Regions from separate parts of the Oryctolagus cuniculus genome. Here region 1 is linked to region 2. The links are chromatin contacts, called in public Micro-C maps. All regions are on one chromosome and are shown on one strand. Each heading gives the region's core, a stretch centred on a gene start, on an enhancer-like site or on the middle of the called end of the contact. The rest is flanking DNA. Distances are from core to core; before and after follow the strand shown.

Region 1 (4,832 bases), core at 674-3,173, 380 kb after region 2:
TGACCAACTTTCAATATCCCAGTAAAGTCTGTTGCAAGCTTTCTTTTCCACTTATTGTTTAAACAATTTTCCTCTTTGGGGAGAAAATAGCTAACAGGTGGTCTGAGATCTTTAAAAAAAATCCTTAAAGACCCTTTTGGGACATTTTTTATAAACTAAGAAGGAATGAAAAGGCAGCTGATTTTCCTTTAAACTGAAGAAAGCTTAGGGGGTACAATCTTTGCGTAAAGCTTGTCCAGCAAAAGAATAAAAGATCAGGTCTCCTTGATCAACAATAAACAAAATGCCTCTCAAACTGAAAATTATGATTTTAGTTCCTAACTGAGGTGTGTGTGGGAGGGTATTAACTGTTTTACAGGCAAATACGCAAATAAGTGGATCCTGTCTAAAATCCGGATCTTTCAGAGTAAAAGCCTAAAAATATTTGAATCATACTGTTGGAAACCCTCTATGAAACAAGCCCTTGTGAATAAAAGACAAAAGACAGCATACACTGAGAAATCTTTTGACTCTGGTAGATTTCAACTCTCACCCCTCAAAAGGAGAAAGCAATTCTCTAAGTTGTTTATTTCCAATTCTCTCACTTTTTTTTAGGGCAAACCACAAAGTTTTCAAACTATGGAAACCTCAGTTTTCTTCAACTAACCCTCAAGTAAAAACACTACTTAAAATGCTCTCACAGTAATTTCAAATGCACTATTTAAAAACATAACTTGCATTTAAGGAGGGCTTGTTTTTCAAGGTGGCCCGAGATCTTAAAACAGAAACCACGTAAAACATAAAGGAGACTAAGCTGCTCCAAAATATTTCACTTCGTCCGGATGTTGGATTTCAAAATGTTATGGAAAAGGAAGTTCTCCCCCAAGGCAGCGTCTTCTCCAGGAAACGACGTCCTGGGATGGAGAGGGGAGTTAAGGGACCACATTCTCCAATTCCGAGGACGGACACTTGCTCCTTAGCCACAGGGTGCCCCCTCCCAGGCCCAGCGAGCGCCATCGGGACACCTTAGATCGATCCGGATTGAAAAGCCAGCAGCGCAAGCCGCAGCAGCAGGAAAGGCAATGGCTGTGCGCTGCGCTGCGCTGCCCTGCGGGGCAGGACCGAGATTTTCGTTCCTGCGCCCGACGACCGCGGAGCATCACCGGGGCGGGTGACGGGGCCTCCGGGGCAGGTGACGAGGCCACCGGGGCGGGTGACGGGGCCTCCGGGGCGGGTGACGGGGCCTCCGGGGCGGGTGACGGGGCCTCCGGCGCGCTCCGCGCCATCGCGGCCTTTGCCCCCGGCCCCTCTGCGGTCTGCTCGCGGGGCCCCGGCGGGCTACACCAGACGGGTGGAGCCCCAGCTCCCATCAAATCACCCAACTTCTCTCCCCGGAGCACCTCCCTCATCGCCTGAAACCACCCTGTCTCATCGCCTGCCTACTGTCCGTTTCTCTCCCCGGGGCACCGGTCGCCCGGCGATGGGCGCCTGGGGACGACACCAAAGCGCCGGCGGCGACCGCAGCCCAGGCGGCCTGAAGCGGGGGCGTGGGCCCGCGGGACCAGCCGAGGGTTCCGGCGCAGCCGCCCGGGGCCGACCCCGCGGAGGCCGTACCGCGGCCCCGGCCTCGCGTGTAACTTACCCATCACTTGGACCCTGCAGATGGCGCACGTATCGCACTCCACGTCCCAGCTCCACATGGCCACCGCGTTCCACTTCTTGAGAGAGAACATTTTGTCGCCCCCCGACTTGGAGCCTGTGCTCCCGGAGTGAGAGGACAGGGCGCAGGTCTCCTCGCCGTCTTCCACGTCGGCCATGGCGGCGGCGCGGAGCCGGCGGCGAAGACGTTAGGTCGCGGGAGGCGGGCAACTATGGCGGCTCGGTGGGGCCGTCCGGCGGGCCCACAGCGCCGCCCGCAGGCCGCGGGTCACCGTATTGTCTCGGCTAGGGCGGCCGCGATTGGCTGGCGCTGTCAGTGACGTCACCGCACGCCGGCGCCGGGGGCGGGACTACGGCCCCCGCCCCTCGCTGCGCCGGGCCGCTGGGCGGGGCCTGCGGATCGTCGGTCGAGGCGGTGCCGCCGCTGCGCGGAGGTGTTGGGTCGGCGCCTGGGGCGCGAGCCGCGCTGGGGTGCGTGCCCGCTTTCGGCCTTAGCTGGGAAATGATCCCGTTAATTTATTCGTTTGCCTCTCCCCTACCAAGTATAAACTGCTATGAGTGCTCGTACCGTGTTCTTACCACGTCCTGGATGTCTTAAAAAAAAAAAAAGTGGTTACAAGAAACTGTTGAGTGAATGACCGTGAAGATCTAGAAAGTTCGGTGGTGGTCAAACTTTTTGGGCATATAGCTCCTTTAGATCTGAAAGTTATTAAAATTTTAAGGAGATTTTGTGTCTGTGGAAGATAGGCGGGATGGTTATTTTACTCTTTAAGAAATTAAAAGTTAAAATGTATTAATTCATTTAAAAACAAACCCATTGCAAGGTATTGTTAAAGCAGGACACCATAGATGATGTAGTTTCTGGAAAACTCCACTGTACCCTTAGAGTGAAAGTGAAAAGGAGGAAAAAGGTTCTGAATGAATGCAATCTTTGACCTGACTTGTTCCCTAAAAGGATCCCAGAAACCCATGGGACTCACTTTAAACTAGTTTAATCTCTCTTTTTTGTATGTAGGAGTAGTGAGGTGCAGAGAAGGGAGTTAGAGCTTACACTGCCGCTGCGTGAAGGGGGTAGTTTGGAAAGCATAGACTGCAGCCGTGTTGTTACAGGGATCTGGGATCAGTTCTTTGTCCCACGGTGGTGGAGTAGGTCGATGAGTAGGATTGAGCAAAGCAAATGAAATTAGATTTGATTGAGAACCTGAGACCCCTGTTTGCCAGAGGGGCCCCCCAGGGAGGGTTCTGCCAGGGTCTGGGCACTGGGTGCTGATACAGGGCGTGCATAGCAGTGGGTCAGTTCTGCATAGTTTCGCTGCCTTAGGTGTCTGCCTTGTTTATTCTGTCTCCCTGGAGCCGGCATGGTTACTGACCAGCTACCTAACAAACCTTGCCTTGCTGACCACTTGAGAGATGTGATAGCTGAAAAAGATTGTTGACCTGAGTGATTAAGGCAGGTTGTGCTGACCTGCTCAGTTGCTAAGCACTTCAGACATGCGGCTCTGTGCCACGGTCCAGTCTCTTACAGTTACCTGTGGATGTGGAGCCCTCGCGCTCCCTGTCAATCTTTGCATTTTCTCTGGGTGATGTTGGTTGTCCAATCCGCAGATGGCAGGTTTCATATAAATCCCTTTTTCCTTATTCCCACGGGGGCCTTTCCTGACTGCTTCCTAACCCCTGGAAGTATTTTTATTTTATTTTAAAAAATATTTATTTTATTTATTTGACAGTTACAGAGAGGTGGACACAGAGAGAGAGAGGTCTTCCATCCACTGGTTCACTCCCCAGATGGCCTCAATGGCCTCAATGGCCGGAGTTGAGCCAATCTGAAGCCAGAAGCCAGAAGCTTCTTCCGGATCTGCCACATGAGTTCAGGGGCCCAAGGACTTGGGCCATCTTCCACTGCTTTCCCAGGCCATAGCAGAGAGCTGGACTGGAAATGAAGCAGCCGGGACTTGAACCGGTGCCCATATGGGATGCTGGCACTGCAGGCTGGGGCTTTAACCTGCTGCACCACTGCACTGGCCCCTGGAAGTATTTAAGTATGTTTTTTTAAGAATTATTTTATTTTTATTTGAAAGTGTGGGGAGCAACTGAGACTAGACTAAGTTACTGGAATTAAGACTTATTCTATGCATCTGCTCTCCCAACAATATGGCGCTGAGAGGGAGCAAACAACCTCTACGCAGCTGCCTCATCAGTTTGACTGATAAGCTGCAGGAGCTGATCCTGCTTCTGATTGGAGGAGAGCAGCGTGCTCGGCGTATGGGCAGCAGAGTTGGGATTGGTGGAAGAGGACTATAAAGGAGGAGAGAGACACCATGCACCAGGAACACCTGAGGAACATCTGAGCAGCCCCCGAGAGAGCCGGCCTGTGGTGTGCTGCTCCTCCGTGGAAGCGGGGAAAGTGGCAGGGGTGCCGCCCCTCCGCGGAGGCGGGGGGGGGGGGGACCGGCAGCTAACCCGGGACGGCATCGTTCCTCCGCGAGTGAGGGGCTGGCAGCTAACCCGGGAAGAGCCGGGCAAAAAGAACAGCGCAGGGTCCAGTGTCGTTCCTCCATGAGTGGGGGAGCGACAGAAAGAGTTACAGAGAGAGGTCTTCCGTTCCACTGGTTCACTACCCAAATGACCGCAACAGCCAGAGCTGAGCTGATCTGAAGCCAGGAGCCAGGAGCCTCTTCCGGGTCTCCCACAGGAGTACAGGTTCCCAAGGACTTGGGCCATCTTCCACTGCTTTCCCAGGCCATAGCAGAGAGCTGGATTGGAAGAGGAACAGCTGAGGCTTGAACCGGAGCCCATATGGGATGCCAGTGCTTCAGGCCAGGGTGTTAACCCACTGAGCCACAGCACCGGCCCCAATTTTATTTTATTTTTTAAAAGATTTTTATTTACTTGACAGTTACAGAGAGAGGTGGACACAGAGAGAGAAAGAGGTCTTTCATCCACTGGTTCACTCCCCAAATGGCCTCAATGGCCGGAGTTGAGCCAATCTGAAGCCAGAAGCCAGGAGCTTCTTCCGGGTCTCCCACATGGGTTCAGGGGCCCAAGGACTTGGGCCATCTTCTACTGCTTTCCCAGGCCATAGCAGAGAGCTGGATTGGAAAAGGAGCAGCTGGGACTCGAACTGGTGTCCAGGTGAGATGCTGGCGCTGCAGGCTGGGTTTTTAACCAGCTGCACCACAGCACTGGGCCTGGAA
Region 2 (4,236 bases), core at 62-2,561:
ATCTCTAGTGGTAAAAGGTTTTTTTTTTGTTTGTTTGTTTTTAATTGAGTTGAATACATCTACTAGATTTTTTGTGAAAACTAAAGAATTCCTTCTGGATTTGTGGCTGAAAATGTAATCACTCCTCTGGGGATCTGCATGTCACAGTCAATCAGCAACAGGCAGCATCCGGCATTCTTGGACTCCGAGGACTTCACCTCCCTACTGTGATGTGGCAGGCCAGTGTCTCGACACCGCACCCAGATCCAAAGGTGATCTCCTGTCTCCCTCAAGTCCTTTATGTGTTTACTTAAACGCGTCCTTAGGATCTCCTTCCCTGTCCACCATGCTTAAGGCTGAAGCCATCCCTCCCACACACACTCTGCTTACTGTTTTTCCACAGCTCAGATCAGCAGGTAGCATCGTTTTTATTTTGCTTATTTCTTTAGCTGTCGTCTTTCCCACCGCACTAGAATGCGGGCTCCACGAACGCAGTTTTTGTCTCTTTTTGTTCACAGAGGTATCTCCAGCACCTGGAACAGTGTTCCGCACGTGGGCGATTTATAAAATTTGAGCAGAGCGAAATGAGAAAGGCCTATCGTTGCAACACTGTGCCCTCACACCTCACTCCATCAGCAGGGCAGCTCCCATCTCTCTCTCCTCTCTCAACCTCCACAGCTCGGTCCACGCGGAATTTTCCAAATCAGCAGAAAACGAACAGACACAATCTTGTAACGCTAACCTACCGACCCTACAGGAACAGGTGTCTGGGGAAGCGGGCAGCCCCGGGGCAAGGCGGCCTGGCTTTGTGTGGATCCTAACTCGCCTGGCTAGGGAAGAACCTCCAACTCCCCAGGAGTCTCTCACTCATCGAATACTTTCAAGGCGCTCCACGGCTGGCCCCAAGCACTGCCTCACCGCTTACTCCCGCGACTCCTCAAATGCGAAGGATCCAGATGCACCTGCCCCACTTCTCCCGCCTCTCAAACAGCTGCGATCTTCCTGCTTCGTGGGCGGACCTCGTGGGGGAGTTAGGGGCGAGAGGGAAGGGCGTGTTTCTAAACTTTAGGCTTCAGGCCTACAGCTTGTCCAGCAATCGGAGCTGGAACCAAGAGCCCGGGCCACCGCCACCTACCCTTTGGGCAGCCCGGGAGAAACTTCAGGGGTCGGAGCGCGGCGCTTAAAGGCTCCGCCTCTTCTTCTCGTGCCCCCTCCCATCATTGGGCAGCCTGGGGGCGGGGTTTGTTTACTCTTTGCACGCACCGCCGGGACCGGCCAATCCGTGGGGAGCGGCGCCCTACGTCACGCCTCTCACCGGCCAATGGCCGTGCATCGTGCTGCTCCGCCGCCAAAGCTCGCGCGGGGGAAGCGGGGAGGCCGCCGAGCCGAGTGCGGGCTGACGAAGTCGGCAGCGCTTTCGGCTGCTGTGCGGCCGCTGTCCGGCACGCGGGGCGCGCCCTGACCGAGCCCTGAGGGCGCGCGCGGGCGCGAGGTCGGCGTGCCGGGGCCTCGAACTCCTGGGGGCCTCGACCGGGGCAAGGCCGCGGCTGCCTGGGTGGGAGTCCGCCGGGACCCGGGCGCCAGAGGATCGGCGGCGCCCGAAGACGCGCCCCCGGCTCGGCCCTGCAGCCTCGCGCGGCCGCCGGGTCCTCTGCAGCCGAGCGGCGGTAAGGTCCGGGGCGAGGGCGCGGGCCCGCGTGCCGAGGGCCTCTGGACCCGGCCCGGCGCGCTGCGTACGCCGGGGGACCCCCGGGAATCCCACGGGCTCCTCAGGCCTGGCGGAGTAACCCTTGAGTGTCCGGGCGAGACTGGGCAGGCAGGGAGGTCACCCTTCCTCGCGCAGCCTGCAAACTGGGGGAGGTGAGGTCCCTGAGTCACGCCTCGGCGAGGCGGGCAGAGGGTGTCTTCCCCCTTCCCGTCCTGGCCGTAGGGAGCGATGGCTTCGGGTTCTGGCTGCTGACTTTGCCCCCTGCTTCGCGACCCCCCGTCTGCCTCCGCCAGGGTTTCGTTGTTGTTTTTAAGAGTTGGGAGGCTTTGTGTGTACCTGTGCCCCGTAAGGGAACTTTGGCATTGCTCTGTGGGCCCAGACGGCTGGAGAAATCCCGGAGAGCCGAGGTGCCCGTCCGCCGGGCAGCGGCAGGGTTTGGGTGGGACCGCGCCGAGACGCCGCGCGCTCGCGTTGTGAGGTCTCCGTCTGCTCGAGCTGGGGGACCTCGGCGTGGGCGCCGCCGCCGAGGGAAGTCTGGGGCCGCCTGGGTCAGGGACGCCCGGGGCGCGAGCTCGCCGCCCGGCAGCGCAGGGCACGAGGTGGGCACCCTCGCTTCTGACTGCCGCGAGCGCGGGTTCGCGAGAGGATCCTTTTCTCTGCCCCTTGCCCACTCACCGCCGAAGCTCCGCCGAAGCCCGGAACGCTCTCCTCTTCCGTTTCCCTCGCAGACGGCTCAGACGCCCTCTGCCACCTGCTTGCTTGCTTCAGTGGGTGCGTGGCTCCTTCTCCCCCATCTCCCCTCTCCCCCCATCTTCCCTCTTCCGCCTTCTCCCCTCTCCCCCAGATCTTAGTTTCATGACTTTTCCTTTGATTTCTATTACCTAATTTTTTCTGGGTCACTTGTTTTTCTTTTCTCTTAATGGTTTCATCTTAGTCATTTTGCCTAATAAATATAATTGGAATTATTCACCTGTTCTCTAAAAGGACATAATCATGACCCTACCTGTCTCTGTTCAGAATCAGAGTAGTTGAATCTGTGTTGCATCTTGCTGTTCCATGTCGTTGGCTGGCCTATGGTTTAGCGAAAGCTTTATCGCTATCACATTACTATAATTAATCTTTAATGACAGTGTCCACTCTCAAATAGCACCAGGAGAAAAATCAAATACCCAGACCCCAGATTCTATCGCACTTGGGCACTGGCACTGGCTGTGTTTGTTGTGTGGTAGAACATCTTGTGCCTGGAACTGGTCTGGTCTAATGGCAGCCATCATGGCTGGGAGCACTGCCCTGGCATACAGTTGCAGCAGTGTGGTACTTGTACAGAAAGGCCCAAGACTTACTCAACTCTTATTTTCGAGTTCTCTTTGTTTCTAGTTGTTTGTTTAAGAAGGAAAGCTGAATTTCGCTAGTGTGTGGCATGACCATTTTGTGATCATGCAGTTGTACCCCCCCACCACCACAGACCCCTTCTTTGGAATGTGTAGCACAGTGAAGTATTCGCACTGTGGCCAAAATGCTTATCTGGGCTCTGTGCTTTTAGTGTGACTTGAAATGGAGTTTATACCCCCTGTAAGCCATCATCACTTAAATGCTTATTGTAACATGTATCATAGTAAATCTCAGAGGAATCTAGAAAACATAAGTTGAGAGTTCTTTGAGATCAGAATTTTAAGTTGTAATAGATTTTAAAGATTATTAAATTGTTAATATATCAATTCATACTTGAGTCTTTTCCATTTTAATCTGGGATCCGTAACACTCTAGTATATTTAGAAGTAGATTTGTGAACCCTTAGAAACTTTTTTTTTTTAAAGATTTATTTATTTATTTGAAAGACAGAGAGAGAGGTCTTCCATTCACTGGTTCACTCCCCAATTGGCCGCAACAGCCGGAGCTGCATTGATCCAAAGCCAGGAACCGGGAGTTTCTTCTGGGTCTCCTGTGTAGGTGCAGGGGCCCAAGGATTTGGGTCATCTTCTACTGCTTTCCCAGGCCGTAGTGGAGAGCTGGATCAGAAGTGGAGCAGCCAGGACTCGAACTGGCGTCCATATGGGATGCTGGCACTGCAGGCAGCAGTTTTACCCGCTACGCCACAGCACTGCCCCCCCCCCAGAAATTTTCTGCAAAATTACGTACATTTGCATGTTTTTATGAAGACATGTTCATAATTTCTGAGGCAAAGGTATTTGGACAACTTGTTTTTTTTTTTAAAGATGTATTTATTTGTTTAAAAGGCAGAGTGCAGAGAGAGAGGGGAGAGATCTTCCATCTGTTGGTTCACTCCCCAGATGGCTGCAATGGCCAGGGTGGAGCCAACTCAAAGGGGGGAGCCAGGAGGCTCATCCAGGTCTCTCATATGGGTGGCAGGGCACCAAGCACTTGAGCCATCTTCAGCTGCTTTGCTAGGTACATTAGCGGGGAGCTGGATCAGAAGTGGAGCAGCCAGGACTCAAACTGGTGCCTCATATGGGATGCCAGCGTCACAGGTGCTGGCTCCAACAACTCTTAAGTTTTATAAAATAGTGGGGCCAGCACCGTGGCTCACT

The links. Hi-C and Micro-C count contacts between places; a contact is called where the count stands out from the background.
Region 1: a Micro-C map of ear pinna shows a contact between it and region 2, with 4 times the contacts expected there. The contact joins the promoter of RNF7 here to the promoter of TFDP2 in region 2. A contact is called at or near these places in 3 of 6 Hi-C or Micro-C datasets (ear pinna, psoas muscle and an unstated tissue).

Annotation. Positions count from the first base shown.
Region 1 is chr4:140,100,338-140,105,169 of mOryCun1.1, forward strand. RNF7 (ring finger protein 7) reads right to left here and starts at 1,924. Exons shown (of 3, transcript XM_008266261.4): 1 at 1,622-1,924. The coding sequence starts at 1,796.
Region 2 is chr4:139,716,180-139,720,415 of mOryCun1.1, forward strand. TFDP2 (transcription factor Dp-2) reads left to right here and starts at 1,312. Exons shown (of 14, transcript XM_070072710.1): 1 at 1,312-1,646.